Regions from separate parts of the Mus musculus genome. Here all the other regions are linked to region 1. The links are chromatin contacts, called in public Hi-C and HiChIP or PLAC-seq maps. All regions are on one chromosome and are shown on one strand. The core of a region is the stretch at or near the end of the contact, and the rest is flanking DNA. Distances in the headings are between cores, read along the strand shown. Region 1 holds the start of Grin2a (glutamate receptor, ionotropic, NMDA2A (epsilon 1)). Region 2 has its middle 240 kb from the start of Gm41418. Region 3 overlaps Grin2a (glutamate receptor, ionotropic, NMDA2A (epsilon 1)). Region 4 overlaps Grin2a (glutamate receptor, ionotropic, NMDA2A (epsilon 1)). Region 5 overlaps Grin2a (glutamate receptor, ionotropic, NMDA2A (epsilon 1)). Region 6 has its middle 250 kb from the start of Gm41418.

Region 1 (3,441 bases), core at 116-2,615:
TCCCCACCCCGGTCGCCACATTGGCCACACCACTAGGCCTGGTTTTCCCACTGTGTTCATTCTTTATGATTTATGTTTCAGGCCTTTGCTTGTTCTCTAGATAGCTTTTAAAGATGGGGCTTGCTCTGCCTAGGCTGCACAGCCTCCTTAGTAGCTGGGGCTGCAGGTGTGCATTTATCTGAGCTAAGGCAGTGTAACATTCTCAAGTTCTCAGGTCAGAGTCTTGCATGATATCCATGCAAGAGAGAGGCCCAGCTTAGCCCGGCTCAGTCCAGCCCATTCACAGCCCCAGTAAATGGACCATTGCTCCAGTTTCTGCCTCTGTTGTATCACATTGCCCACCCCCATCCCCTTTTCCTTTACCGTCCAGATTCTGTCTGCTTCCTTGTTTTCTTTTGTGTAAAACCCCAGGGTATTCCACACACAACATCAGCTCCACAATAAACCCACGGGTCTCCAGGACCAGGGGCTCCTTTCTGTAGCCATATCGATCCCCCCTGGATGAGTTACTTTAGAGGGCTCTCATTTTTTCTTGGGTACCTACTACGTGTCAGGTTTTGTTAAATCTTTGACCATTGTCTTTTTATTGCAAAATAACCCTGAGAAATGGCATTTATTTATTTATTTATTTATTTATTTATTTATTTATTTTTACTGCTGTTGCTCGCCTGCTTTTTCAGATTATCAGTCATTAAAGGAGGAGGGTGACTCCTGAGTTTGGCAGACCTGCAATAACAAAAGCTACTACTCAGTATAGGAGTCCAAGAAGTTTCTTACAGTTGGTTCTCTGAACAAGGTGAAGTAGGCTCTGTGTTTGTTAGGGGCAGCTTCTGGCTGGGCTAGGAGCTGGCTAGCCGGCTAGCTGGCTAGCTCTCTGAGATTTTTTTTTTTTTTTTTAAATAAAGATCCGGATGCAATTCTATTCTTATGACTTAATCACTGTGGAGGCCAGTACTCTTAATACTTAGGATTTTAACATATGCATTTGGAGCATAAACATCCAGGTGACATGAGGCATCAAGGGAAGGGAAGAAAGGCAGAGACAGGTGTTGGGATTCAAGTGACTGACCGTACAAAGGTCAAATGTAGACATCTAACAAGGAGCCTCATGCCCAGCTGCTAGAATTGGAGCCAGTCAGTTTTCACAGCCAGTTAGCCCCAGGCTCTTGGCTTATCCGTTCTGGTGACTTAGAAGAGGCAACCACAGGGTTACGTTTTGTCTCGAACAACTTAGAGAAGGAAGCAGCAAGTGTGTATGTGTGTCTGTGGGTGCGCGTCTGTGTGTGTATGTGTGTGTATGCGCGCGCGCACGCGTGTCTGTGCTTGGAGAGAGTATATATGTTTCTGATTTTAAGCTCCCGGCTCTCTGACATCAGAGTGGGTTCCCATATCAGGGTGGTGAGGCATTGAGAGAAGCATCCTGGGCGGGTGTGTGCGTGTCGGCGTGCCTTGCGTGGAACAGAGATTGCTGCACCCAGCGCCAGGCACTGGAGGAGGAGGAATCCGTAGCAGAGATCTGAATAATTGATTCTTCAGCAGCACCAGACGCCCGGGAGCGGGCGGAGAGCGTGGTTTCAGCACCAAGGTTGCGCGCCACCGCAAGCTCCCCCCGTCACCAGCCAGACACCTAGGTCGGCCTTGTTCCGCTGCCGCCGTGCGCTCCAGAAGAGGGTGGCCGCGCTCCGCGTCGCCGCCTAGGGACTGCGGGGTCTGCCTTGGCCCGCCTCCGGGGTGGGCGGCTGCAGGCGGACCAGAGCTCCAAACAACGTCGGATTGCGCGGGGGTTGCTGCGTTGCGTCTCGCTGGCTGAGAACAAGTCCTAAGTTGCTGTGGTGGGCGCCTCTGCTTTCCTCTATCCTCCTAGGCGACCGCAGCAGAAGCGTGCCCTAGGATCCTGGCTTCTCCAGTGTTGTGAACCGCGGTGGCCAGGCTCTTTCCTGGGCTCCCGCTGACCAAGTGAGGAACCGAACGCCCAGCTCGGAGCTGGCCCTTCAGCGAAAGGGCCAGGAGGGAGCTGCGGTCCTCTGCCTGCGCCCTTCTCCGCCAGGGACCGCGGGGATCCCCGGCCACACGCGCGCGCGCGCTCCCACACTCACTCACACACACACACTCACACACTCACGCACGCCAAGCAGGAGCAGGACTGCGGAGAGGGTGTCCAGGCGCGCTCAGAGGACCTGGCAGCCGCTGTCCGGAGTGGAGCATAAAGCTGAGCCAGGGCTCTAGGAGAGAGGCTCCTGGGGTGCTGTGCCTGAGCATGGGGCCGGATGAGCTCTGAGAGTCGCGGCGGCAGCAATCAGCCCTGGAGATGACCAGGGGTGGCCACTGCTGAGAACTATGTGGAGAGAGGCTGCGGTGAGTGCTGGCGCGGGACGCCGAGCCTGGGAGGGCCCTGTGAGAAGCTGGTGGGGGGAAGGTATGGATAGGAGGGGGCGGCAGGACGCACAAGAGGGTCGCTACGTGGGAGTGATCACACCTCCCTCGGGGATCCGGGACCGCGGGAGCCCGCGTCCTTCCCTCCCCCTCTTCTCCTCCCGGCTCATAGCAAACTCAGCCAGCGCCCCCTCCTTTCCTGCCCCCCACCCCCCACCCCAGGCTCAGCAGCTCCTGGTCGCACAACTCCCAGTAGCCGGGCGCCGAGGTGGTGGTAGGGGGTGAGGGTGGAGGTTCCCACTAAGCTTCTCGTGGGTGGCCAACCTGGGGCTTCCACTCTCCGGTGCGTCCCTGAAAGGAGCTCTGGTTATCAGCCACAGGAAGTGAAGACCCGCACCGAGGGTGTCATAGGCACCAAGCTCCAGCTCCCTCTCTGGTCGAGCCCCCAGGGTGCATAAGGGGGCTGTGAGCACTGCAGACTGCATCCCTCCCCCCACCTTCCCTTAGCACTGGTGGGCTGACCCTGCCTCTCCATCTCTCCTCCGCCCCGGTTAGAGCCCTGCTGCAGAGCCTCCGGCTGGGATAGCCGCCCCCCGTGGGGGTGATGCGGACAGCGCGGGACAGCCAGGGGAGCACGCAGGGGCCGCAGCATGCGGGAACCCGCTAAACCTGGTGGCTGCTGAGGCGGCCGAGATGCTCGTGCGCGCAGCACGCCCCATTGCATCCTCCACCTTCTCCGGCTACAGGTACGTCCTAGTTGGTGATACGGACTTCCCGGGCCTGGGAGGATATAGGCTCAACCGGTGAAGAGAGAGGAGAGGGTTCAGTAGGGAGATGGGGGGAAAAGAGCGAGGGAGAGAAAACTGGAGAGGGAGAGCCCAATGGCGAGGCGTTGGAGGAGCACCAGGTGGCGCTGCGGCCCTGCACTCCACCTTGCTCACCCTAAAAAGCCAAGGCTGGAGTTTGCCCCAACTTCCCCCGGGGTGCAACAACACCCGAGCCGAAGGGCGCGCGCTTGTACACGCGTGCACGACCGTACAGGCATTTTCAGGCAAGCACTGTTGTGCA
Region 2 (3,112 bases), core at 196-2,695, 480 kb after region 1:
GAAAACGTGCGTACAGCATTATAAGAGCCAAACAGATTATATATGTGCATATATGATTAGTTAAAAAGAGACCATGAATTTGAAAGCAAATAAGAAGGGTACATAGAAAGGCTTGGAGGAGAAGGGAGAAATGTAATTAAATTATAATCTCAAAAATAAAATAAATCAAAAAGTTTAAAATCTTTAATGCGTGTTTTCTACACAGGGTTTGTGGAAGGGAAGTGACCCAAAGATACTCAACACAGCCAGCCTCCGAGGAAGCCGGGTAACTTATGCTGCATGCCTACAGGGTAGCTATGAGAACAGTTAGAGTTGGGATCTGAAATGTCCCTATAGCGTCTTGATTTGAACTCTTGTTCCCCAGCTGGTGGCAGGCACTGGGCAGAGTTTAGCTATAGGACGACACGCTGTAGGGGCAGGCCATCAGAAATTTATAGCCTTCTCTCCATCTGTGTGAGTGGACTATACCCTGCCCTCCTGCTGCTGCATGCTCTGTTGGGCCTTCCCTGCTATGATGACTGACACTCTGAGACCATGAGCACAGATAAACCTTTCTTCCTTAAGGTTTCGGTCACACACTCTGGCACAGCAAGCCTAAGATAACCTGTGTAAGTGCTTCCACACACTGTCAGAACAAACAAGAGTGATCCAGCCACTGAGAGTGTGCAGGTACACGCATGAGTGTGCCTATGCATACAGATCAGAAGACAACCTCAGATGTCACTCCTCTGGAGTTGTTCACTTGTTTTGTTGATTTTTGAGACAGGGTGTCCCACTGGCTTGGGACTCTGAGTTTGTTAGGCTAGATGGGCATTGAGTCCCAGTGTCCACTTTTGCCTGCCTCACTGGAGCTGGGGTCACATGTGTACACCTGTCTCTCTCTCTCTTTCCATCTCTCTGTCTTCAAGTCTCTGTCTCTGTCTGTCTGTCTGTCTGTCTCTCTCAGTTTGACTCTGTCTCTGTCTTTCTCTGTCTCTGTCTCTCTCTTTGTGTGTGTGTGTGTGTGTGTGTGTGTGTGTGTGTGTGTGTATTTCTGGGGATCAAACTCAAGTTCTTGTGATTACAAGGCAACATAGGATTAACTGAGCTATCGTTAGCCCAATTTGCCAATTTTTGACAAACTTCAACATAAGTTTGCATATAAATAGTATATAGTTAGACAGGGAGTTTTTATTTGTGAGCCTCACTTTAGCAAGAAAAGAATTAGTTTACATGAAATAGGTACATACATGTTTTACAGCAGCCTCATTCATATTTCCTCACACCAAAGACCTCGATGTCCTTCACTGAGTGAGCAGGCACTCTATGCTATATGCATACCAGGATATGACTCAGCAATGAAAATCAACCTTTCAATTCACCAAGCTATCTGCAGAACAGCACACACTATCACTCCTTTATTCTGTCTTCTCTGAAGTTGAAGCCATGGCAATGGCAGACAGAAGTATGTGCCTCTAACAAGGGACAGAGAGCAAAGGTCAGGTCCAACGCCTGTGGCCTGGGGGCTGCACGCAGCCCATGGGAAATGCAAATCTGGCCCAACACAAAACCCCAAACTTACCTGAAGCAGTAAGAGCTCGTATTAAGTGGATGATGCTTTTGTAACTCAATTGCAGTGTTTGAACATGAACTTTGTAGACGACAACATCAAGTCACCTTGTGAAAATACTAAACACTCAACTTCTGAGACTGGAGAAAGATAGCAGGAGTGAATTTGGGGACAAGTGATGATATCATTTTGTACATCAATTGCTGATAATGATTGCTGTGGTAGAGACACAGATCGGCAAGTGTGTGCATTCATAAAACTCAGCACCAAAAAGTCTATCTCAATGAGTATTAATTTAGATATTAGCATTTAGAAAACATACAATGTCACACATACTGGGAGAGGGTGGTACGACGCTGCTGTGAACACTCCCAGTTGTATCATTTTGTTTTCTCATGGTACTGGGGATTGAACAGCTATGTTCTGTGCTTGCAAAGCAAGTGTTCTGTGACTGAAAGGCATCCCACCCCCTGAAATATCTTAACAATAGGACAATGTTACATGGTTACTAGGACACACTTAGTGAATGCTCCTTAGCAAGCACCCCCATGTGACCTCCTGTGTTAGTTACATTTCCACGAGATTAATAGAGCCCATCGCCATAGAGACGGTATGGCATAGAGATGAGAACAGGAAGCTAGCTGGTCATACTTTGTCCATAAACAGAAAGTGGAGAGAGGAAACGGGAAGCAGAACTAGACTACAAAACCTCAAAGATTGTCCCAGTGATGTACTTCCTCCAGCAGCAAGGCTCCACCTCCTAAAGTTCCCACAGTTCCTCAAATAGTCCAAGCAACTAGGGACAAATACACGAGCCTGTGGAGCACATTTCTTATTCCAACCACCACGCCTCCTTTGCCGTATGGTATTGTTTTTTGTGCATGTGTGGGGGTGCATATTCATGCATGCGCATGAATATGGCAGTAAAAACTCAACCTCAATGTCATTCCTCAAGTGGTGTCTGTCTTTTTGTTTGAGACTGGTTCTCTCCCTGGCCAGGAGTTTGTCAAGTAAGCTACCCTGGTTGACCAGCAAGCCCCAGGGATTTCCTGACTCCACCTCCCCAGCACTGTGATCACAATGTGTGCCCCATGCCCAGTGTTTTAGAACACGGATTCTAGAGCTTGACTGGGTGCAAAGCAAACATGGCACTGCTTGGGCAAGACTTTTAATCCCCCAACCTAACTTAGTCTATGTAGTGGCATTAAAATGCTCTTCCTGCTGTGGCAGATAACAGAAACTGAGGGCAGGTTGGAGGGCATCCATGACTTTTAAAGAAAGTCACCGACTCTTTGAGCCCAAGCTCCACTGGCTCCGGAGCCTGATTTTGGGCTTTAAGAGAGGGTCTCGGGTATCCCAGGCAGACCTCCAACTACTTTTTAGGTGAGAATGACGTCAAACCTCTGGTCCTCCTGTATCTGTCTCCTAGTGCCTGTACCATCACGTTTAATTCCAGAGTCAGAATTTTCCACTATCATTTTGTATTGTTTCTAGACTGGAAAGTCTACTTTTCTGCTTTAAAACTGCATATTAACGGGCAAGGGGTGGTAACCTTGCTAGCAA
Region 3 (3,235 bases), core at 470-2,969, 370 kb after region 1:
CTGATACACAATTTTTAAGCACTAAGTCCATGTTTTTACCTGAACTTATGTTTCTACAAAGCTCAGGTTGCTAGTCTGTGTGATTGTGTGTCTAGGTGTGTGTTCATGTTTGTGGGTGTGCAATGCACATGTGTACATGAGTCCATGTGGAAGCCTCAGGACATCCTCGGGCATCATTCCTTCTCACCTAGGTTTTGAGATGTGGTCTCTCACTTTGACTTGGGTCTTAGCTGGTTCAGGTAGGCTGGCTGGCTGGACAGCCCCAAAGATTCTCCTGTTTCTGCCTTCTCCACACTGGGGTTAAGAAGATGCACCACCACACTCAACTTTTTACTTGAGTGCTGGCAATTGAACTCAGGTCCTTCACTTGTTCAGAACATACTGAGACATATCTCTAATCCTTATTCTTCATGATTAAAAAAAAACAGAACTATGATTCCACATCCCTGGGGAAGAAACATCTTCACAGCAAAGCAAACACTGATCATTTAGTCTTTGGCACAGGTTTTCAAAGTCCATGGCATTCAGGGCAGCATATGTTAACCAGAAACTGGGTTAGTGATTCCAATATCCATGGTCCTTGGGCTTTTAGATGTTAATCTCTTAAATATCAAGAGATGGAGTTATCACTATTCTCAGGGAGATAGGATGAGGAAGAGCAGGAGAGATTCAGGAAGTGAGTACAGGGTGATGGAGATGTAGGAGAATGTTATTTTATGTCTGGATACATTGAACTAGAAGGACCTTTGGCCATTACCTCATGCCATATGCATCCTACCTAGATGTTCTGTTTCATGAGCTGTGCCCTGAGTGAATGGAATACATATTCTTACTCAGTCCTCAACACTCTTTAAGCTAGGTACCATTTTATTCACTTCCAAAGATGAAGAACATGAAGATCAGCAAGATGAACAGATGGCACAACAAGCTATTTAGCAAAATCACTGTATGGTAGAACTTCCAAGCATAGGGCTCAGTTTTGCCCCCCACTTGGCAATGCTGGCTAGAGAGTTAGATGGATAGGAATAGTGTTCAAGGCAGGATTAGAAAGTGGAGTTGTATGGTCCTATATAATATGCACATCTTATGTAACATACTGTGAGATGACCTTAGAGTTGATACAACACAGTATCCTTATTTTTTCTCTCAAAAGAAACTGGCCCAGCAATGCAGAAACAGCAGAGAGAAAGGTAGATGTGGGGTAAGTCAGGATGGTTGCTATGCCAAGCAAGTTCTTTCAAGGATACCATCTGAGTGGGGCTTATTTGCTATATTTTATCAGTCAGACAGAATCAAGCATGCATGGTTCATTTTCAGCTGCTGAGTTCGAAAGCGGGCGTAGACATCAGCGCTCAGCGAGCTGTTCTAAATGGGATCGCATCATCTCGAGAGAAAAGCAGATCGACAATGACCTGGTTTCTGAGATCCACCCCCACGCTGCAAATACAGCTCAAAAATAATTGCTACCACATCATACGGTTAGGGTTTTTTTTTTCCCCTTAATAAAAACTCAAGAAAGCAGAGACATCTTTCTTCTTTTTGTCCTTGGAATGACTTCCTGTTAAACTCCATCAAAAAGAATATTAAAAAATTTTCAAGGTCCTCCATAAAAAAAAGTGTTTAAAAATAGGAAAACTGGAGGAGGGGGAGACATTGAATGAAGTGTATTCACGGTTCTGTAAACGCAGAGATGGAGACTGAGGGACGAGAAGAGGAAGAAAGGTGATGAAATGGAATTACATCCATGAGGAGACAGGTCAGTCAGTTCAGAGCTTGCCCTGTAAGCACAAGAACCTGAGCTCATCTCCAGAACTCACATAGAAAGCTGAATGTAGCCATGTGCACTGGGGAGGTCGAGATAGGAGAGTCCTTGGGCTCACTGGCTGGGCAGCCTAGCTAACCGTCCCAAGTCCGATGAGCCCTAGACCAGAGGAGGTGGGTGAAGTTTCTGAGGCTGTCCTCTGGCTTCATGTATATCTGCATGCGCATGTACGTACACACACACACACACACACACACACACACACACACACACACACACACACACGTGAATTAGATACATCCAGAAGCTTGCTGACAACCTTCTTGCAAGGCATTCTGCTGAGCTTGTCGTTTTGTCTCATCTCTCAGGCTCTGTACCATTAACATCTAAGTCAAACTTTTGCCTGTGGACAATGTGTGTCTCACAACTAGTAATGGTTGGCTTTACGCTTGGACTATGACTTGAAAATTCATAGTTCAATTTGTGATTCTCCTTCAGCAATTATGAGAGTGTGTGATGTGGATCTCGGTTTCCTGGCTTTCCCTGAAGCCTTTAATGCTGTTTCACATCCGAATGTACTTAACTCAAATTGTTTTACCCATTTGAAGCTCATTTTATTACATTTTGAATTGTTTTGGGAACTAAGTGAGGTATTTCTTACCGATGGGTAACATTTATTGGGCATTGACCTTGCATAGGTCCTGTTTGGGTATGGGGAGGGCTTGGTCAGCACAATTTTATTTACACCCTGTGTTAGGGCTATGTGACCATGACATTGCCATCTTCTATTCTGAAATAGAAGACACAGGCAGAGAGTGATGGAGCACAGTATCTAGAATAAGTCCTACTCCAGAGCCAAATGCTTTGAGTCACAACTTAAATACAGTAACAACGGTGGCCATCTCTTTGACAACGCACAGCCTGGCTGGCTCTAATTGCCCATTGTTATATAAAGCTGGTACAAAGTTTGTAGAGGTTTTCATTTCAACACATCTCTTCCCTTGTTTGAAATTTTCATTGCTATTTTTAAAAGAATAGCTCTCCTTCCATTGAGATGGAAAAGACAAATGAAGCCCCCAGATGAAACTAGATTCCTTAACTGTAGAACTATTCACAGATGGTTTCTCTTGAGAAACACAAAGAATTAAGAACTCCCTGGAAGATTCTGTATTCTTATTTTTAATCATGTGTGTGCATGAGTGCATTCTTCCTAGGAGCCCTGCCCACTGTGTTTTTTGAGACAGGATCGCTCACCAGCTTAGAACTCACAAAGTCAGGTAGACTGTCTGTCTGCCCATCTCTGACTCTTCAGAACTGAGATTATAATGGCCCTGGGTTCTGAGGATGGACTCAGGTCCTCTTGCTTACAAATCATACATTTTACTGACTGGGCCATTGTCCAAGCCCAGATTCTGTATTCTTCGGGTGTGTCTCCTGTCACTATTTGCTAAGCCCACATGGAAACTTCAAATC
Region 4 (3,445 bases), core at 606-3,105, 320 kb after region 1:
TACACATGAACATGCATGTGCACACACAAACACACAAGAACACACATGCATTCATGAATGCACACACTCACATATATACAACACACATGCACAAACATGCACAAACACAAATATAAAGGATGCCTTCATTTTATGGTTCTGATCTTTCCATTATCTAGCTCAGCAGTCATTCTCTCACAGCTTGTTCCAAAGGTCATGACAGCTGTATGCTAATAGGCTGAGCACAATCTCCATGGATGCCTCTCATTGGCTTAGCTCAGATCCATATTCATATTATGTGTATTGGGAGTTAGGAAGCTGTGTCTGGAAGTCAGGATGGGAATTGATGCTATCATTTGGCTGTCGAGGATGAATGAATAGAAGCACCCAGAGAGAATGTGGTGAGACAGCAAGTTTGTGTCTCATAGAGCTACGAGCAATAGTTAGTTTTACTGGGTGAGATGGGATAGTTGCACAGCCTCTGTGTTGAACTATGAAGTTGGCACTATAATGTATATCATGAAGGATATGGGTCTAGAGAGGGCACACAGACTAAGTGACGGTGTTCCCCAGCTATGCAGATGTACCAATAATATGGAATGCCAGAGTGGAGACAGGCACAGGGTGAACTGTCTGTGGGGACAGCAAGGATGGCTTTTCAAATGAGGTGATGTTGGAGCTCTGTTGTACATGCTAACCACAGAATGAGCATCTGCTGTAGATGTTCATGCTTTTATGCTCCATGGATGCATTGTCTACATTTTTGTCTCATTTAGACCTCACTGCAGTCTTCAATGAGATTTCTGGTTGTTCTCTGAACTTCTGCAAACAAAAAAAGTGAAGCCCAGAGAGGTTAAGTTACTTTCCCAAAGTTACTCAGCTTAAAAGGTAAAGCTGGCAAGAACACACAAAAGGCCTTAACTGTCAGAGCTTTTGTCCTATCCACTCAACCACCTAGCCTCTCTTGAAGGTCCAGACCAAAGGAAAGGAATGGAAATGCACATTAAAAATGTGTTTATGTATGCACGTATGCATGTGTATGCATATGTGGGGTGTGTGTGTGTGTGTGTGTGCGTGCGTGAAAGAGAGAAAGAGAGAGAGAGAGAGAGAGAGAGAGAGAGAGAAAGAGAGAGAGCTAGAGGTAAAACTCAGGCCTTGGGCATTGTTTCTCAGGATGCTAGGATGCTGACTATTTGTTTGGGAGGAGAGGTGAACGTGGGGTTTTTGTTTTTTATTTTGTCTTCAAGAGCATCTCATGGTGGCTTGGAATTCACTGATTAGATTGGCTGGCCAGGAGGACCCAGGGACATGCCCCTTTCTCAGCAGCAGTGGAATTACATGGTGCCACCATGCCCTACTTTGTCACATGAATTCTTGGGACTGAGCTCATGTCCCCATGCTTGTGTTACAAGCACTCACCAGCTGTGCCATCTCTCCCACAGCAAGATTTTGCAATCTATTTATATAATTGGTATTATTATTTTGATCACTGTCCCTCAACTCACTGATAGCACCACAAAGGCAGGAACCATTCTGTTTGATTCATCATTACCCTTAAGCTAATACCAGCACATAGTAGGTATTCAATAAATCAATGCTGAATGAAGAAAGAATTCCACGGACTCTGCATTTTCCTAGCTTATATCAAACATCGGGGCTAGATGAGCATGTTTGCTTCACCAAATTAGTCTGCCAACCTCTGTGTCTAAAAAAGAACGCTATCACCAAAGCTAGACAATTTTGTAATTAGCCACATGGGATGTTTCTTTACAGCCAGCAAAAATTTTCCAGTGCAAATGATGAGGTAATCTCAGAGAGCAGAAATTCTTCTTCTCTTCCTCACCCTTATCACCTTCTGGTGCTCAGTGTGTCTGGATTCATTTCTGGTGACACTCACGTCACTGGAGGAGAGGTGAGCGGGTCACATCAACACAGACAAGCCTGTGCTCCTCACTTAGCTGGCTCCAGTGAGGTATTTTCCTTGAGGTTGCTACCACAAATAAAGCTCTGACCTGTGGTGTAGGCAGCTGCTCAGGAGGAGGAAGGAGAGAGCAAGGCGTGGGGGCAGCTTCCTCCCGGCGAGTATGTGAACAGTGCCAATAAACTGTCAAATAAAATTAAAGTTCAAAACACACAGCCTTCAATTTGATTTCACCGAGATGCTGGCTGCTGCTCAAAGGGAGTACAATCGATTCTATTTTGACAGGTCTTGATGCGTGCTAAGCAGTAATAGTCTCCGCTCTGTGGATTAATGAAAGTTCACCTTCATTTGCAACTTAAATGGGACCATATCAGGGCTTGAGATGGTGCTTCTAATTCCATCACTGGCTCTGGCCCCTTCGGTTTTCTCCCTGCTCAGTCCTGCATTTTGCTCATCCATTTCTTGTTACTCTTTTCTTCCATTCCTTTTCCCAGCACGGTTTGCTGCCTCCGTCTTTCTTTCCCCTTCTCTGTGATTGAAGTAGAAGCCCAAGGTCCTTCTTATATGCCCGGTACTTGCTCTGCTATGTATGCTCTGCCTGATTCTCCGAACATCATAGGAAGCTAGGTGGAATTGCATCATGGGACAGACGAGGAAGCAGATGCTCCTGTGATGAAGGGCTTGCACGACTGCAAAGGGAGAGATGCTTATTCAGACCTACAGCTCTGTGACCATCACAGTCCATGCTGTTTCCATGACACCCATGGACTGACCTTTGCCAGAGCATTGAGTCTTTCTGGGGAGCCTCCAGAAGTACACGTTAGTCATCACTATCAGATATGCACATACCATTCACCTCTAGAAGGATCTGGTGGGGGGGTGGATATCTATCCAACATCCAGGTCCTCACCATTTGTTACCTCCCCTGTCTCCTGTGAGAAAGACCTTCCTTTGCCTTTCTATAAGCCAGTGATGTATGCACCCAGTGTGTCTTTGTGTTTGTGATGCAGGTGGGCAAGTGGGAGAATCAGACTCTGAGCCTGCGGCATGCTGTGTGGCCAAGGTATAAGTCCTTTTCTGACTGTGAGCCAGATGACAACCACCTCAGCATTGTCACCTTGGAGGAAGCCCCCTTCGTCATCGTAGAAGACATAGACCCACTGACTGAGACCTGCGTCAGGAACACGGTACCCTGTCGGAAGTTTGTCAAGATCAAGTGAGTTTCAGGGATGCTCCTGGCTACATGTGTTCACTCCTACCTAAAAGCTCATGCAACAGTGTCTATAATCCAGTCACAGTCTCATACATATCCATTGCCATGGTCGCATAGTAAATCTGAACACTTACATGCCTGGAGATGTGTCATGTATGCATTTGTTTAATTCCAGTGTCCATATGGACAGGGTATGTTTTTGTCATGGGAAACTAATACTAATTATAGGCATATTAAGAAACTTGTTCAGGCTTATAAGGGTGATTCAGTTGGTCACGGGCTTGTCTTGCAAGTTCAAAGACCTGAGGTTGAGCCCCTGAACCAATAATAAT
Region 5 (3,260 bases), core at 393-2,892, 390 kb after region 1:
TAAAAGGACTGTTAAGTCCCTTCATTTAAGACAAAAAACATTGACTAGAATCCATGGAGACAGCCAAAGCACTCTAGCAATAAATGCCTACACTTTAAGAAGTAGGGGCGGGTCATGAGGCAGTAGTAAGAGCACCTGCTGTGCAAGCATGAGGTCCTGGGCTATAACGCATCACCCACAGAAACGGCTTGTAACCCAAGTGCTGGGGTGAAGCCTAGACATAGGGGCATCAGTCACATGTATACACATGCATGCATGTATAGATGCACACACCTGCACTTGCACATCCATAACTCGCACACATGCATTCATACACACAGGATAATCTCAGCAAAACTAGCTTGATGCCTGGTGTATACTTGATGTGTTCTTATCCAGAACCTCTTTGTGTTCTCTGGCCCTTTGAAGACATCTGATTCTGGGTCCCTTGAGGGTAGAAATCATTTATGCCCATGGTTTTTATGCTTCCTTTCCTCCTCCTAAACTCACAGATGACCTCTGCACATCAGGCACTTAATTTAACTCCATTCGGTGAATTGGCAGTATTGTGGATGTGTGTTTCTCTTCTCTGATCAAAGTTCTTTTATCAAGGAAAGAAATTAGATGCCCATATTATTCATAGTTCTTACGACCAATATCTGACAACAAACTATGTCATGGAAGAAAGACTTTTATTTTGGCTTATGGTTTGAGAAGAGATGGGCCGTCAGGGTAGGGCAGCTTGGTGGCAGGAAGCTCCATGGAGTGAGGCAGCTTGTTCTCCTCTTAGTCTCCTGGGAAGCAGAAAAAACTGAAGGCAGATGCTGAGCTTGGCTGAAACTCTCCGAGCCATGCAACCGGGAGCAAACTAAAGTCTTGGAGTCCCTGCTTTCTTATCTTTAAATCAGAATTGTTTTAAATTTCTTAAATGTTAAACTAACCTACTTCCTTTACCTAGGCCTCACCTCCTAAAGGATCTAAGACTGTCCACTATGAAGCCAGCAGCCAGGGACCAAGTTTCAAGCCCCTAAGCTTAAGAAAATCTTTTATTCAGACATAACCAGTACCTGTAAGGGGAGAGATATGGGGAAATAATCATAGACCATGGTCCAATGTCACGGTCTTCTGGAACTCCTACATTCACTGTAAGAGAGGAACACTCTTTCTTTGTTTAATCTGTGCACAATGATGTCAAATATCCCTGGTTTATTTCATCCTTTCAATGCGATTCTCTTGATGCACAAAATTAGCAAGTCAAAGAATTGCCTGGCTTTTGGAACTGAAATGGCTTGTCAATTGTTGTCATGCCTGGGGCCCTGAAGCCAAGAAAGGCAAGGTGTAACTTGATGGGGACATTACGTGATGGAGTGGCAGATTTTAGACTAAATGGAGAATTTCCTGCCATGTAGGCCAAACAAAACACAGGGAAAAGAAGCCATGTAGCGATCCCTTGCCTTGTTACTTCGGAGGAAGAGTTGATGTCTGTGACACAAGCAAGGAGCATGTTTGGCACTGCAGTTTGAGACAGCCAGCAGCCCAGTTAGAATCCTAAAACCAGCAGTAGAAAGCAGTGCGTTGTTCTTCAGCCCCTTCCTGCCCCACTGCATAGTGGGAACAGATGGAAGAGGCACGTGGACAGAGGGTCCATCTGGATCTTCTCTGGCAAGGTGTCACTAATGGGGCAACAGGCAGGCCCACACTGAGTCTTCAAGCACACACAGGAGCCTACCTTCTCCTGCCCCTTTCTTCTTCTTTCACTATTATGTATCAATCCTATTCATCTCCCTTCCATTTCTGTTTTTGCCTCTCTGACGTATGGTTCTGTTCACTGATGGGGGCATCATCAGAGTAAGAACTGGGAGTGATATCCACAGTTTCAGTTCAGACAAACTTTCTGCTAAGCTGGGTCTAACTCCCACTATATTCTCTGCTGAATTCATTCCTGCAGTCCCTAAGAATAAAGATGCACTCATGTTTTCTTCATAATTCCTGCGTGTGTGCAGGCACATATGTGTGTGTCTCATCTATTGTATCAACCAAGACTTACTTTCCAAATTCTCTACTTTGGACAGGGATTTGACAGTTCCAACCTAATTGGTAGCTATGTAAGTCAGAACTTGTGTGTCCTTCTGTGTTCACAAGATCAAGGCTGGGTTCTGGGTAATAGAACCCACACAATCTCCTTAATTAGGAGCCTTAGAGGAGAGAGGCAGGGAGACTTTGATTTGTACAATCAGAACATAATGCGGGAACTTGTGCCTCTTCTGGGCTCTGATCAGGTTAGGAAGTGTCCATGGCCAAGTCCTGCCACTTTATAAAAATGGAGATCTATTGAATGACAAGTCCATCTGAGCATCAGGTCTTAGCCACAGCATTCCTCACACTACAGGAACAAGACCGGGAGACTTCAATGGAAACTCCAGACCCTACAGATTTATTCTTTAGCCTTTTGCAGATGAAGTTCCATGCACCCTGGCCTGGGTTATCTAGAGTCTCATCCCACTTAAAGATATGTGCAAAGGAAGCACGGAGTGATGGACAGAGGGTGAGGCAGTGCAGAGGGTGCTAGAACCTCTTCTCCATACTGAAGTGACTTACGGGAGAGTCCAGGAAACCAAAAGCTGAGTCTATCAGAAACTATAGAAAAACCAGAACTGTTAAAGGGAGGCCCAAAAGAGGACAAACCGAGGCCAGATGAGTGGGTAGGGGAGAAAGCACAGGTTCATGATGGGCAAAAAGAAAGGGGAGGGAGACTGTGAGGTCAGAAGAGAGTGGGCAGGGGAAAGGAATGGAAAATGAGATGGAAAGGAGAAGACAGATCAAGGAGAGGGAGCGGCAGAGAGGAGGGACTGGAGAAAGGTTCGCTGAGTGGCTAATTTATGTAATTTTTAGCCCAGGCTTGCTTTGTCCAAATGAGCAATGGCTGTGTGGATTCCCAACCCCATCCTGGCTCCCTATGTAGACCCTGGGCTGATTCACTCTTGCCTGTGAGATGTGACCAGTGTTCCTCTGGCTTACCCTGCCAGCAGTCCTTCCTGACACAGGTTCCCATGTCTTCAGATGACTCAACAGCAACCCACAGCTGTGGCCTATTTAAAGAGTGTATGTGCAAAAGGATGGAGTCAGGACTGAAGGGCAGGAGGTACAGGGAATGTGAGCACCCTTCACACTGAAGGGGCTTACCTGTTACTGTGATCCTTAGTATCTAGTGGATTCACAGTAACTAACAGTCACGGAGGTATCACTGTGTGACACGCATTCATCTAAGCCTTATATGCACC
Region 6 (3,530 bases), core at 645-3,144, 460 kb after region 1:
AGGCTCATAGGCTCTTAAGCAGGCCTCCCCATGGTAATGTGATATAAACCATGACATCACTGGGGTGGAGGAGGAGACTCTTCAAAGAAGCTGCCCATGAGTAACGCAAAAGGTTCAAGGATACAGATTTTGGGATCTTCATCCATGCTGGAATGGGCTCTTTGGTGATGCAGCTGTGTGAGTCACTCGGGCTCCTGAAAGTACCTCAGTAAGTTCACTGTGTCACTACGCTGGACTTGCATGGAATCATTTCTTTGGTCTTTTGCTGCCCTTCATCTGGATGAACTCACTGAGTCAGCTGACTTGCTTTGCAATATTCACGGGAAGCCAATAGATCTGTGGACATCGGTTTTAAATTTGTGGAAACTAAAGCTCAAGGAAACAGTGGTTCATCTAAGGCCCCTGGGTTAGTGGCACATTTCAGGTTTCAAATCCAGGCAGTCTGACCCCAGGGTTTGAGTTAGAGCCAGTTTTACAGATGTCCCACCGAATAGAAGCCATATCATCCAAATAGAATCCAGTATCATCATGACTGGATTCATCTGACCTACATGCTTAGTGTGTGCCAGACATTGTAAGATATAATTATTTATCTAAACCATAGGCAAAATTACATTTTATCTATAGGAAGCCTGAGGCTCAGAGCCTAAGTATGCTTTTAAGCCACTCAAGAGCCTGTTATTCACACTTAAGTCTTGAGGAGCAAAAAACTCCACTAACCAGAACTTCTTCCAAGTAGAGCTGATCTGATAATTCAATCAATCAATCAATCAATCAATCAATCAATTCTGAGAATGCTTTCCTGAGATATCTGTGTGTTACATGAATGAGTAGCAGAATTGAGGCTGCAAGATGGTTCTGAATGTTGACACAAATATTTATTTATTACATCCACACTAAGGTTGGGAAGACAGCTGGAAGGACACATTCATGTGCAACACGTGCACGACAAAGCAGAAGTCAACCTGCCCCACAGAGCCAGGCACGGAAGGCCACTGCTATACATAGGGTGAATGATATTACTTTTAGGTGGCCAGGGTGCTATTGAGGCACCAGGAAAGGCCTCACTCGGGCTTGATGGTGACATGGGATTGCTAAGTGCCTTATCTGTTGTGCCCTTAGAACCTTAAGTTAGAATTATGACTTTAGGCTGAAAGTTTCCTGTAGCTAGCCGTGTGGCTAGGGTTCACAGTGAGCTTGTTTGCTTCCAAGCAAAGGGGATGGGCACTACAGAGGAGTCCTGGAGCCCAGTCTGCTCCCTGGGGTTTCTTCCTTCCTGGTGATGCTAGCTGGCAGCTTTTCCATCGCTTTGAAGGAGGCTTTGCTAGGGAAGCAATTATTGTCTGTATGGAAGCCTGTAGGTGAAGAGACAGCAAAGACTCCCGAGGGAATGCTGAGATGTGAATGAGCGCAGGGTCTTCAAGACAGGAACTAATTTGAAAAGCATGCAGATTAAATTTGTGCCAGAGCTTGCCTGACAGGTTGGGGTTAGAGTGTGGCTGTGCCCCTTTATAATCTGTGCTGCCCAGGGAAAGATTTATTCTGGAAAGGAAAACAAAACAAAACAGGCCTTTAAGTCCTCCTCTGAAACTCTTAGCACGCTTTCTCTCCCAGGACGCAGATCTCCTGGCTCCCCAGCCCACTCCCCATGGCTGTGAAAAGCTGCGGGTAGAAATCTGCCCCTATTCCTGAGACAGCTCTGTTGCCCCATCTGCCTTCCTACGTCACCCGTGTCAGATGTTGTGACCTTGGTACATTGCCCTCCAGTGCTGAGACAATAGACAAGAAAAACAGAAGTGTATAGACTATGGGATCTCTCTGAGTTTGGGGGATGAACAGTGTCTATCAGGGAGTGACCTTGCTTGAAGTGGCATCATGGTTATTAACCAGTCTCCTTGGAGTCCAAACCCTCTCGTCACCATGGCAACCTAGTAACAAAGAGGATCAGAAGCAAGCACTCCTTGGATATTCTGAAAGTTTGGCACCTACTGCTATTTTCAGTGCTCTGCTTTGAAGATGCCTTGTTTTATATCCATGGGCCTAAGCAACTACCTGAAGAATGAGAGGAAAAAAAAAAGAAGAGAATGTCATGCCTATCTTCAAACAATTAGTAGTCAGTAGTATAAATGCCCCAACGAATGAAAATCAATTATGCAAGTAGATGACCATGCACTTCATTATCCTCCAGATGATGTCAACTCTCTGACTATGACAGAAAGCCGGTTACACTGAGTGTAAGGATATTGTCAGAGAAAATAGTATTTGGATTCCCCCATCCCAACCCTGCTTAGCTATTATTGAACCTTCTTGTAATTAATGCAATGCCCAACTAATGCTGGCTTATTAATATTCTTTAGCACATGGCACCTCTGGGAACTTTAAGTTCAATGTTGCCATGAGGCTTTGAAATACCCAGGGCTGAGAGGGCTCCTTTCAGGAATAATGAGCTTTTTGAGCCCAGCCTGCTTGCCTGTTTTCTGTATCCTTCACGATGGATCTGTCAGCTGCCCATCTCCCACCTGTTCCCAACCAGCTCTGCATCTTCTTTTAGTTGTGCACACAACATGAGCTCATTTGTCTCCACTGCAGGCTTCAGAGGCTTGGGCTGGCTTTGATGATTGCTGGCGATGTTATGTTTGCATGCTCTGTTGTAGTCTGACATTCCTGTCGCTGGCTCCACCTTCATTCCTCGATGTGGATTTAGACAGCCAGTGTGTCTGAAAAATAACCACTGGTGTCCCAATGACACGACACATATTTTCAGTAAAAGGGAAGAAACTCTCTTCATTTCATAATTGTCTAAGATATGGGAAGTTGGCAACTGGCCCAAGAAAAGAATGACCTTCTGAACATATGACTCAGGACTCTTAGATATCTGGTCAGGAAGCAGCAAGATGCTATGCAATCGACCAGGGTTCATAGTGCATGTAGACCATTAGACCAACAGTAACCTTAATTGGTTAATAGCTCAACATGAAGGCTTGTGGGGTTGATACAGATGTATGAATGTGAAATTCATCTCACGTAAGACACTTGAAGACTATAGTGGAGCTCAGTCAGCAGACGGCTTGTCTACCATGCATGCTGCTTTGGGCCCAACCCCAAGCACTTTATCAACTGGCTCTAAACTGGAGGCCATGGCTATAATCTTAGCACTCACGAGCAGGAGGCATGATGTCATCCTATTTGACATAGCAGGTTCAGTACTAGCCTAGGCTACATGAAATGATCATGTGTCAAAAATTAAGTAAGCAGTCGAGAGAACACAACATCTTAGTCTTCTTCCTCAGAGGCAACTGATATTTCCACGGATCCTGCTGACATTCCCTGCCTGCAGGAGCCAAGTACAGATACCCAGCAGAGAACGAGTCCCAAGGACTCACAATGAACACTATTCACACAATAGGCAGCTCAGCATAAGTCCATGACTGACCAGTTCAAGGTCCAGCAAGACTGAGATAGTCATTGTGAATTTAGGAAGCTTGTATAGATGCTAGGTTTGCCTTGTTCTTGTATACTGGCTGTTGCAG

Evidence for each region. Hi-C and Micro-C count contacts between places; a contact is called where the count stands out from the background. HiChIP or PLAC-seq counts read pairs in DNA pulled down with a chosen protein or histone mark.
Region 2: a contact with region 1 is called in an H3K4me3 HiChIP or PLAC-seq map of stem cell-derived neural progenitor cells, with 14 read pairs. The contact joins the enhancer-like site here to the promoter of Grin2a in region 1. A contact is called at or near these places in 4 of 39 promoter capture datasets (embryonic stem cells, liver, second pharyngeal arch cranial neural crest and 1 more), 5 of 484 Hi-C or Micro-C datasets (embryonic stem cells and myocytes), 7 of 115 datasets of contacts at active chromatin or transcription factors (VIP interneurons, embryonic forebrain, embryonic stem cells and 2 more) and 1 of 9 other capture datasets (adipose tissue).
Region 3: a Hi-C map of cerebral cortex shows a contact between it and region 1, with 6 times the contacts expected there. The contact joins the enhancer-like site here to the promoter of Grin2a in region 1. A contact is called at or near these places in 1 of 39 promoter capture datasets (embryonic stem cells), 1 of 484 Hi-C or Micro-C datasets (cerebral cortex), 3 of 115 datasets of contacts at active chromatin or transcription factors (embryonic forebrain, embryonic stem cells and forebrain) and 1 of 9 other capture datasets (liver).
Region 4: an H3K4me3 HiChIP or PLAC-seq map of forebrain shows a contact between it and region 1, with 5 times the contacts expected there. The contact joins the enhancer-like site here to the promoter of Grin2a in region 1. A contact is called at or near these places in 7 of 484 Hi-C or Micro-C datasets (cerebellar granule neurons, cerebral cortex, cortical neurons and 2 more), 3 of 115 datasets of contacts at active chromatin or transcription factors (embryonic forebrain, embryonic stem cells and forebrain) and 3 of 9 other capture datasets (adipose tissue, embryonic stem cells and liver).
Region 5: a contact with region 1 is called in a Hi-C map of cerebellar granule neurons, with 2.4 times the contacts expected there. The contact joins the enhancer-like site here to the promoter of Grin2a in region 1. A contact is called at or near these places in 4 of 39 promoter capture datasets (embryonic stem cells, hippocampal neurons, second pharyngeal arch cranial neural crest and 1 more), 5 of 484 Hi-C or Micro-C datasets (cerebellar granule neurons, cerebral cortex, embryonic fibroblasts and 1 more), 2 of 115 datasets of contacts at active chromatin or transcription factors (embryonic stem cells and forebrain) and 2 of 9 other capture datasets (adipose tissue and liver).
Region 6: a contact with region 1 is called in an H3K4me3 HiChIP or PLAC-seq map of neural progenitor cells, with 12 times the contacts expected there. The contact joins the enhancer-like site here to the promoter of Grin2a in region 1. A contact is called at or near these places in 6 of 39 promoter capture datasets (embryonic stem cells, hippocampal neurons, liver and 2 more), 6 of 484 Hi-C or Micro-C datasets (embryonic stem cells and myocytes), 7 of 115 datasets of contacts at active chromatin or transcription factors (VIP interneurons, embryonic stem cells, forebrain and 2 more) and 1 of 9 other capture datasets (adipose tissue).

Annotation. Positions count from the first base shown.
Region 1 is chr16:9,993,737-9,997,177 of GRCm38.p6, reverse strand. Grin2a (glutamate receptor, ionotropic, NMDA2A (epsilon 1)) reads left to right here and starts at 1,365. Exons shown (of 14, transcript NM_008170.4): 1 at 1,365-2,355; 2 at 2,929-3,119.
Region 2 is chr16:9,515,019-9,518,130 of GRCm38.p6, reverse strand. No RefSeq gene overlaps it. Among named protein-coding and RNA genes, the nearest start is that of Gm41418, 240 kb to the right of the region's middle. Within about 2 kb of position 1,445, at least 7 of the 459 cell types and tissues checked have an H3K27ac peak or open chromatin away from gene starts, as enhancers often do. A contact at or near this core is called in stem cell-derived neural progenitor cells, where this site is marked.
Region 3 is chr16:9,623,970-9,627,204 of GRCm38.p6, reverse strand. All of the region lies in intron 11 of Grin2a (glutamate receptor, ionotropic, NMDA2A (epsilon 1)), which reads left to right. Among named protein-coding and RNA genes, the nearest start is that of Gm41418, 350 kb to the right of the region's middle. Within about 2 kb of position 1,719, at least 11 of the 459 cell types and tissues checked have an H3K27ac peak or open chromatin away from gene starts, as enhancers often do. A contact at or near this core is called in cerebral cortex, where this site is marked.
Region 4 is chr16:9,669,376-9,672,820 of GRCm38.p6, reverse strand. Grin2a (glutamate receptor, ionotropic, NMDA2A (epsilon 1)) reads left to right here. Exons shown (of 14, transcript NM_008170.4): 6 at 2,911-3,116. Among named protein-coding and RNA genes, the nearest start is that of Grin2a, 320 kb to the left of the region's middle. Within about 2 kb of position 1,855, at least 22 of the 459 cell types and tissues checked have an H3K27ac peak or open chromatin away from gene starts, as enhancers often do. A contact at or near this core is called in cortical neurons and forebrain, where this site is marked.
Region 5 is chr16:9,602,528-9,605,787 of GRCm38.p6, reverse strand. The region is part of intron 12 of Grin2a (glutamate receptor, ionotropic, NMDA2A (epsilon 1)); the gene reads left to right. Among named protein-coding and RNA genes, the nearest start is that of Gm41418, 320 kb to the right of the region's middle. Within about 2 kb of position 1,642, at least 3 of the 459 cell types and tissues checked have an H3K27ac peak or open chromatin away from gene starts, as enhancers often do. A contact at or near this core is called in cerebellar granule neurons, where this site is marked.
Region 6 is chr16:9,532,030-9,535,559 of GRCm38.p6, reverse strand. No RefSeq gene overlaps it. Among named protein-coding and RNA genes, the nearest start is that of Gm41418, 250 kb to the right of the region's middle. Within about 2 kb of position 1,894, at least 12 of the 459 cell types and tissues checked have an H3K27ac peak or open chromatin away from gene starts, as enhancers often do. A contact at or near this core is called in neural progenitor cells and stem cell-derived neural progenitor cells, where this site is marked.